2 separate regions of the Xenopus tropicalis genome follow, and region 2 is linked to region 1. Evidence: chromatin contacts called from public Hi-C data. All regions are on one chromosome and are shown on one strand. The core of a region is the stretch at or near the end of the contact, and the rest is flanking DNA. Distances in the headings are between cores, read along the strand shown. Region 1 has its middle 9.4 kb from the start of ercc6l. Region 2 has its middle 16 kb from the start of tsc22d3.

Evidence for each region. A called contact is a pair of places that touch in the nucleus more often than the background predicts.
Region 2: a Hi-C map of liver shows a contact between it and region 1, with 5 times the contacts expected there. The contact joins two enhancer-like sites. A contact is called at or near these places in 3 of 5 Hi-C or Micro-C datasets (gastrula embryo, liver and neurula embryo).

Annotation. Positions count from the first base shown.
Region 1 is chr8:39,743,665-39,748,179 of UCB_Xtro_10.0, reverse strand. No RefSeq gene overlaps it. Among named protein-coding and RNA genes, the nearest start is that of ercc6l, 9.4 kb to the right of the region's middle. Within about 2 kb of position 1,884, at least 2 of the 11 cell types and tissues checked have an H3K27ac peak or open chromatin away from gene starts, as enhancers often do. A contact at or near this core is called in liver, where this site is marked.
Region 2 is chr8:39,807,428-39,811,942 of UCB_Xtro_10.0, reverse strand. It overlaps a transcript of tsc22d3 not described here. Among named protein-coding and RNA genes, the nearest start is that of tsc22d3, 16 kb to the left of the region's middle. Within about 2 kb of position 2,357, at least 4 of the 11 cell types and tissues checked have an H3K27ac peak or open chromatin away from gene starts, as enhancers often do. A contact at or near this core is called in liver, where this site is marked.

The DNA of each region.
Region 1 (4,515 bases), core at 635-3,134:
TATGGTAAATATGACTCTAGCAACCAGATAGCTCCTGAAATGCCAAATTGGAGGCCTGCTGAACAAAAATAAAGTGAAGACCAACTGTAAACTGTCTCAGAATATCAATGTCTACAGCATACTAAATGTTTATTCTAAGTTGAATTATACATTTAATATGTATTACTTATATTTCTATTCATGTCCTGTCCTATTCATCTTAATGTCTCTCATTCAAACAACTGCCTGGTTGGTAGGGTAAACTGGACCCCAGCAATAAGCTGCTGAAATTCCACACTTTGCTTTCTTTGGAGGGCTTACTTGTCCCTTGGTTCCATTGCACTTATTACTAATTTCCCAAATGTAAGTGATGTAGCGGAATCTCATTAAAGGCGAAGGAAAGTCATTTTGGCCTTTTACTGCCAATAGATTTGCCACATTAATGCCACCTAGAACAATATATTTATTCTGGACAAACCATTACCATACCTGAGTAAACAGCTTTAGAAGCTTTCTTCGTTTGCTTAAGATAGCAGCTGCCATTTTAAGTAACTTCCTGCCTGCAGCTCTTGCCGTTATAGCTCAGATCACACATTTCTAAGGGAGGTGGGAGGGAGTTCTTAGCATTCTGGTGGGAGGGGGAGCAGGAAAGGGGAGAGAGGAGAGAACTGCGCAGAACTGGCTGTATTTACATAGACCTTTCTGATAAAGCTTACTTAGTTTTTACCTTTCCTTCTCCTTTAAATGCTTCACAGAGTTGCAGATGTTGCTAAACTGGCCACAACCTTTCCTAACTCTGACTACTGGAACCATCAATGAAATGCTAACGAGGAGGAAGGAACCAAGTGCTTTCATTTTCCTGTTGTGTTGAAAGATATTTCTCCAAAAAATAAAGGGACGTGCCCATGTATCCATAAAGCTATATACTGATTAAAAAAAGGGACATTCTAGAAAAAAACTGTTTTGTGGTTAGGTAAAAAAAATTGTTTTTCTTTTAGTAATGGGTTAGTTCACCTTTACATTTTTTTGTTCAGTAGCTCTCCAGTTTGGAATTTCAGTAGTTATCTGGGCGTGTCAAAAAAGGGCGTGTCTGTGTCAAAATGGGTGCGGTCACGGCGACTTGCGGGGGTGCAGGAGACAAAAATATTGCCCAAAAAACATTTTTGCCGTTTCGCAAACTTTGCAGACAAATTTTGGGGACAGATTCGCTCATCACTATTGGTGTTTGTTCACTAGAATCATGCAATATGGCACTTTATTGTGTGTTGTTGGATTCTTGTCCTATTATACACCTCCTAATAAAGTTTTGATTATATATGCTTGATGCAAGGCTATGATGTGGCCCTGTACATTGTAGAAAATATAAGTGGAGGGCATTTAAGGGAAATGACTTGTTTATACCACACCACCTCTGATGAAGCACACAATGGTGCAAATGCAAAAGGAGGGTGGCGTGTTGGGATCATGTGGCACTGGGATGCACCCTTATGTTGTTTGGTATAGTATACTTTATTTTTTTATTTTATAATTACCTGTAACCATTACATGTATTTTGCATGTTTCACTGCTAAATTGGTTTGTTGTTTATGAATTCATATTCAGGTCAGTCCACTCAACTAATTTGGTAAAATGTCATTCTGATCTTTTTTTTGTTTTGAGTTTTTCAAATAGGCTGAAGAAGGGAAATGAAAACTTTTCAATTACAAATTAATGCATAATTCATAATACACAGGGATCCAGCTAAAATACAGTTGCACAAAGACTAGTGCATTAGACAAACACCAGCAAGGACCACAGTAATATACAGTAAATAAATCTAAGTCAGTATAGATACAAGCCATGAAACAAGATAGTAACGAATGGAAATACAGAAGTTAAACTGCAAGTTTTGAGCCAATCCAAAATGACGCAGCACAAACCCTACAAACTTTTTGTACAAACCTTAAAAAACAGTGACACCTTGTGGTTAATATACATATTACAGGCTAATAAAAAGGAGGAATGGCATCATTCTATTGGCTACTGAATGCACATCAAGTGCAAGAAAATGCAGCATGCAGTGTCTTAAAAATGCAATTAAACGTGAATGCAATAAAACTCTGAATGCTCAAGAGTACAAACAGGCAGAATATAATGGAATCCATTAGCTCAGTGCTGTCCAACTGGCGGCCCGCGACCCCCCTCTGTGTGGCCCCCCACCTGTCTGGCTGCTTTGATGGCTTACCTTTGAGTAAGCATTAAATGGTATCAGTACTGAGATTAACTGGCCCCCTGCATGGTTCTCAGATTCAGGCTGTAATCCCTCTGTATTGTTTAAAAATGTAATCCCCTGTGTTTTTCACACCTTTGTTCACCCCCTGCAGTGTTCACACCTCAGGCTCAGACTGTAATCACTCCCATTGTTCACTTCTTCACACCTCAGACATAGGTACTGTAGGCAGAGTATGGCACATACAGCCAGCATAGGGCAGGTAGAGTATGGCACACACAGGAATGGTAGGGCAGGCAGAGTATGGCACACACAGTCAGGGTAGGGCAGGCAGAGTATGGCACACACAGGCAGGGTAGGGCAGGCAGAGTATGGCACACACAGGCAGGGTAGGGCAGGCAAAGTATGGCACATAGAGGCAGCATAGGGAAGGCAGAGTATGGCACACACAGGCAGGGTAGGACAGGCAGAGTATGGCACACACAGGCAGGGTAGGGCAGGCAGAGTATGGCACACACAGGCAGGGTAGGGCAGGCAGAGTATGGCACACACAGGCAGGGTAGGGCAGGCAGAGTATGGCACACACAGGCAGGGTAGGGCAGGCAAAGTATGGCACATAGAGGCAGCATAGGGAAGGCAGAGTATGGCACACACAGGCAGGGTAGGACAGGCAGAGTATGGCACACACAGGCAGGGTAGGGCAGGCAGAGTATGGCACACACAGGCAGGGTAGGGCAGGCAGAGTATGGCACACACAGGCAGGGTAGGGCAGGCAAAGTATGGCACATAGAGGCAGCATAGGGAAGGCAGAGTATGGCACACACAGGCAGGGTAGGACAGGCAGAGTATGGCACACACAGGCAGGGTAGGGCAGGCAGAGTATGGCACACACAGGCAGGGTAGGGCAGGCAGAGTATGGCACACAGAGGCAGCATAGGGAAGGCAGAGTATGGCACACACAGGCAGGGTAGGACAGGCAGAGTATGGCACACACAGACAGCATAGGACAGGCAGAGTGCTGCCTGTATGTGCCATACTCTGCTTGCCCTATGCTGCTTGTGGGAGGTGAACCTGGCAGGGGTTTGTTGTGGGAGTTTGTTAGCAGTTGGAAATAGCCATTAAATGGTCCCTAAGGTGTGTAATTATGTACTGGGGGTTGCTGTGCTATCCACAGGGGAGGAGGAGGCATATGGAATTTAAGGGTATATCTTAATATGACATAATTCTTTCACATATGAATGATGGTTGATATCCCCACAGTAAGGACCAAGCATTTGGGATTTTGCTGTGCTACCACCATTGTGATAAAATAGGTGTGGTTTGAAGTGGGTGTGGTTTCAAAAAGGGGAGTGGTCAAAACTGGCTTCCATTAGCGGCCCTCCACCATGTATGCTAGAGAAATTCCAGCCCTCAGCACCGTAGAAGTTGGACAGCACTGTATTAGCTGATGCGTTTAGGTGCACTCAAACCTGCATCAAAAACACAAGTCAAACACACAAAAGGCCCTAAACCCCAAAAAGCATCTTTTACCATTACATAACATTGTAGTCTTCTCTATCAAATATCTAAACCAGTTCCTCCCCACTTAGATTGTATACTCTGTAAAACAGGGCCCTCCATCCTTGTCTCTCACATAGTGCTTAAACTTGAATGTAACTGTATTTAGTATTTTTATTTCATGATTGGATTGATCCCTGTTTTGTTCATATTTGTATATGCAGCATGGTACAGTAGAACAAATCAAAGGATATGTTAACCCTAAAAAGTTGTAAAACTGCTTAGAGTGCTCTTCTACAAATTTTAAATGTAAAATTAGTCATTGGGACAGTCAGGAAAAAAACTAACTGAGAAGATGATGTTGTGATGTTTTTAATACTAATTAGAGAAACATCAGATGACTCTTCTAACTTCTAAGCAAAGTAACATTTGAGATGTTTTTTTCCTGACTGTAAAGAGTCAGCCAAAATGTCAACAGGTGGCAAAAAATTCATTATATTAGTAGTTTTTAATTCTCTAATGTTAATATCTTTGTAAATTTTGTAAAAAGGAGCAATTTTGCATTTTGCAACATATTCTTCAAACACAAATGCCTTCTGATGCCTTTCAACAGAAATGCAATAGTCTGCTCTCATATATACCATAAGATTTTCTGTCAAATTGTATTACTAGAGTAAATTTAAAATCAGATTTTCTGAATGCTACAATGCATCCTAAGGAAGCTTCTGTTTTACCTGGGGGAACCTACTATTGATTCTCAGCTCAGAAGAGCAGCCAAAGCCCCAACGGCTGCAGCACTGTGCCTGAACCAACACCATGATTTCTACATG
Region 2 (4,515 bases), core at 1,108-3,607, 63 kb before region 1:
CACCGGAAAGCTGTACCCTTGTATGTAAGTGGAAATAAACTTAATAAGAATTTACTAAGAAAAGGGGCAAGCATAAGCGCTTGGCATAAGGTTGCCAAGATGTGCCACAAGACGAATTTCTATGGTGAGTCTAGAGTCCTGCAGCAAGTCGTGTACCTGCGGGTTACCTGCAAGAAAAGCTGGTAGGATTTTATAGGATTTGTATAGATGCCAGTAGGAGGGTTGGGTTGCAGGTCTTATCCATATTTCTTATAATATATTACCTATACTATCTATATTTTACTACTTGAAACATTTTGTTTAAAAAAAAATTCTACTCCAGCCCATGTCAGCACTTCCTTCTTAATGGTGGTCAGCATGTCGTGGATCTCGTTGTGGATAAGACAGTTGTGGGTCAGGTTGTAGGTCAAAGCAAATAAAAATGCTGGTTGCAGGTCTGGGCCTCAAAAATTGGTTCCACGCAGGACTCTACATGAGGCCATATAAATGTGCAGGCTGGGAATCAGTATCAAAACAACAGAACTATGACAAGGCAAGCTGAGAAAGCAACAGAACAACCACGACTGACTTCTTTTCTTAATTCTCCATAAGGTTCTATTATCTGGCCCGTCTTTGAGAGGCAAAAATAGACTGTGAAAGAGAAGTTATGCCTTATGTCAACAGTCCTGTCCAGCCTTTATCCTTATCGTGTTCATTTATTTACATAGCAGCAGCAAGGTAGGCAGCCTTTTAGCACTATTCTGCGTAATGGGCTATTATTCAACATACCACAGTTTCGAGAGCAGAATTATGGTAAGAGGTTGATGTCATACAGTAAGGTTTATAGAGCTCTTATTGTTCTTCCTTTATACTGCATGTTATTCATTCTGGCCATGCTGCTTTACTTTAAAGAAAGAGTCTATATGTTGAAAAAACGCAGGTCAACAATATTCTGCAGATCCCATACCTGTACTAAGACAGAAGGATTTCCACAACATGCCATAGGTCTCATCCACTCTACTATCTGTTCCAGTTTAAGTGAGGCCCGTAGGGCCAGGCATAGCCTAACTTTAGTGGTTTCCTATCATGCAGGCTAAATAGATGGATACTATGCTGGCCTTCCATGTAGATGACCACGTAGCATTTTCTGTAGTGATATCCCAAACAAATGGGAAAGCCCACTCCATGTGCTAAGAAGATCCATCAGCAGATACTGTTTAAACTGCGCCCAGGGGCACAAGATATATCCAGGCGGATGGGTAGTATGCTAAAGAATGGTTAAACTGCTCAACAGGTTGATTTTTAAGGCCAGATACCTATGCCAATGTCACATGGGGATGTTTTGATAATTAGAGCCCAAAAACCAGCAGAAAGGCATCTGAGACAGCCCCACACAGACTAACACTGAAATTGCCTTAGAAACACCTCAAAGTCTTCTACAGAAGGCTATTTTAGGTGCTTTGGTGCAGCATTTTTTGGGACAAACAAAGAAAATTTGCCCCCTCACTTACTGTCCCTATCTGTTCATACACTAACAGGTATGGAATCTACCTGTCAATGCACATTTCAGCCCAAAAATGGCACACACACTTTTTCTAGTCAAAACCAACTCAGTATTTCAAGCTGGTCAGAGGCTGAAAACACATGAGGTAGGGGCTCAAATCATAGTTTTTTCTACTTGAGTTTTCCCGACAATTTAAGTGTCACCCACCATAGAATCTTAGCACAGCCATGAAGTAGGACATTGCCCTTTTGCCAGTGGAATGCATTCTGTTTCTAGATTGTCTTTAGTTTATAAACTAAATGAATGAATTTACTGAATTATCGTTTCAGCTGCATGCTGCATCCTGCATCAGAATGCAGAGCACAATTTAGTAATCACAACTCCCACTAGGTCCTCTCTATTTTACTGCCCTCCCCAGTATCTGTTGGGTCATCTGTGTCTGTTGTTCTACACACCCATATGTCTAAATAATAGGTAAAAATCCACAGTTCCCAGGGAAAGTTAGGGGGAGGGGGAGTGACAAGCAGATAAAAAAGTGGGAAATCAGCTAAGACAAGAATGGTGAAAGGAAATGGGAAAAGTAGGTGATAGGCCTTGGAAATGACAGGAAGATGGCGCAGGAAGTGAAGCAGGGGAGAAGCAAGGGAGATCCCTGAGAAGTAAAAGTGGGTGGAGATGAAAGAATTGGGGAAGACTAATGGGGAAGGTGGCAAGGGATAAATGTGTTAGCAAGAAATTAACAAGTTGAGATAAAAAAAACTAGATTGTAAGAGAAAACGAAAAGGAAAAAAATGATAAAGCAGGGGAGAGAGACAGCTGGCAGGCTCCCATCCACAGCTGCTGGCCGATCTGCTTCCTTTGATAAAGCCCTTGGCAGAACTCCCAGTTCTTAATGTCTGGCATCCAAGTTACGCCCCAGACTAGAACAACCCCTGGCCAGCCCACTCCTTCCCCCCCTCTTCAGGGCCTTTGTACAGTGAGAAGACAACACAAATAAACAAGACGAAGAGAGGCGGTAAAAAAAAAAAAACGTTCAGAAAAGCCCATTTGTTTGAAAGGCTGTGTCTGGCCCTGTTTATGCTTTCAACAAACGCACTTTTATGAGGAAGGCATGAAGTTTGTTTGTTATAGGCAGAGCTGTGTGCTTTACTGATTTGCCCGCTGCGGCAGAGGGTATCGGAGGGATCTAGCGCCAACTGGCTCTCACACACCTACTAGGCAAGCCTCCATATTTGGATATCCCCTTTGCTCTTGTACTGAAATAAATATAATTTCCACCTGCACTCCTGAGCCAGAGCTGGCTCGGTGACCAAGATCAATCAATACTGTATATAAGCTGTGATGGCTCTTTGCTGAAGTATAACTCACCCTACACTGCAGCTCTTAAAGGAACCCTAAACAGAAAGTATTCACATGTGTTTGCAAATGTTTTAGGGCTGATAAACGGAGGCAGCTTTGATCATGGAATGAGGCAATGTTTTTGTGGCAATTGTGACCCCCGCCCATTAAGGACTCAGGCTAGACAAGAGTCTCTCTTGGGGTTATGTAATAAAAGGCACTACCTTTGCGCAGGAGCAGTAACTTATAGAGACCAATTAGGAGGTAGAATTTACTAGTAACCTGTTTAAAAGCAAACATCCTATTGGTTGTCATGGGTTACTACTACTGGGCAAACTTAGTGGGGCTTATATATCAATGCTGGGCAAGTTTGCCTGTGGGCAGTAACCCACAGCAACCAACCAGTAATTGGCCAGTTGCTGGTAGGAAAATGAATGCAACAATTTGATTGGTTGTCATGGGTTATTGCCTATGGGCAAATTTGCCCAGTGTTAATAAAAAAGACACCCAATGTCTTTTATTACATATGGTGGTCAGTGTGCAAACTCCGTGAAGCAGTTTCCTTAGGGGTACTGTGGGTGGCATTCACCTACAGATATTTACAGTTGTATAGGATGAATAAAGGAGGTCACTTTTCCTGGCCTTAGGACCAAAGAATATATAAGTCACTGGGCCTCTGAGTGCTATTTGTTTGTAGCTGACCCTTAAAGTCAGATGTAGGTTGTGTTTTTTTTCCACCAGTGGATCCCAATCAATGCCATCCTGTTTGTGTAGTAACAGGCATGATTGGGATCTACCAATGCACACTGGAGTGCTTTTAGGGATGCTCCAAATCTATTATTTTTGGGTTTGGCCGAACCCTGACTCCTTTGTAAAAGATTCGGCCGAATACTGAATATGGAAATTAGTCTACGGAAGGGTTAAACAGAAGTGCACACAAAGCGCATGCTTAAAAATCCTGGATTCGGTGCATCCCTAGTACTTTTTGGCTAAAATCCACTACCTGCAATAAGTAGGGCCCTCCTAAGCAATGAAAACACCAATGCTACCGTGTTTTTGTAGAAACAGGAATGATTGGGATCTGCCTGTCACTCCATACACAAAGCTGATATCAACCAGAAAATGCACACTTGGGTGCTTCCAGCTAAAATCCATGTGATAAGTGGGGCGAATGCCACCCTGGGTGTGTAGAAATGGGCATGAATGAGATATTTTTGTCACTGGGCATGTGGGGCAGGAAACACATGCGCGTTTTCTTGCTGAAGTCAGCGTTTGTGTATGGCATGCAAAGCAGAGCCTATTCATGACTTTTACTACAGACACACAGGGTGGCATCAGGTGGGATTCACTGAGAAACCACATCAGCCTTACTCAGAGGTCCCACATTATGTGTCAGCTTTGGAACTGTTTCCTAAAGTAGGGCACTGGATATTATGTCTGTTGTTTGCTATTAATATCCATGCAGCTTTAAAGTACAGTTTAGGAACCGCCCTTTCATTGCAACATCGTTGGTGCGTTGGTGCATGACGTCAAAAGTCTGCGAGTTGGCAGACACTGAAGGCCCTGGTCCAATGCATGATAATATACTGTAGGTCCATCTTGCTAAGTTCCTGCACTCTTTATTATCTTGCTCAGAAGGCTGTGTGGCCCTGACAGAATAATCTGGCATTGAACCTGGGTCTTCGGCACCTATT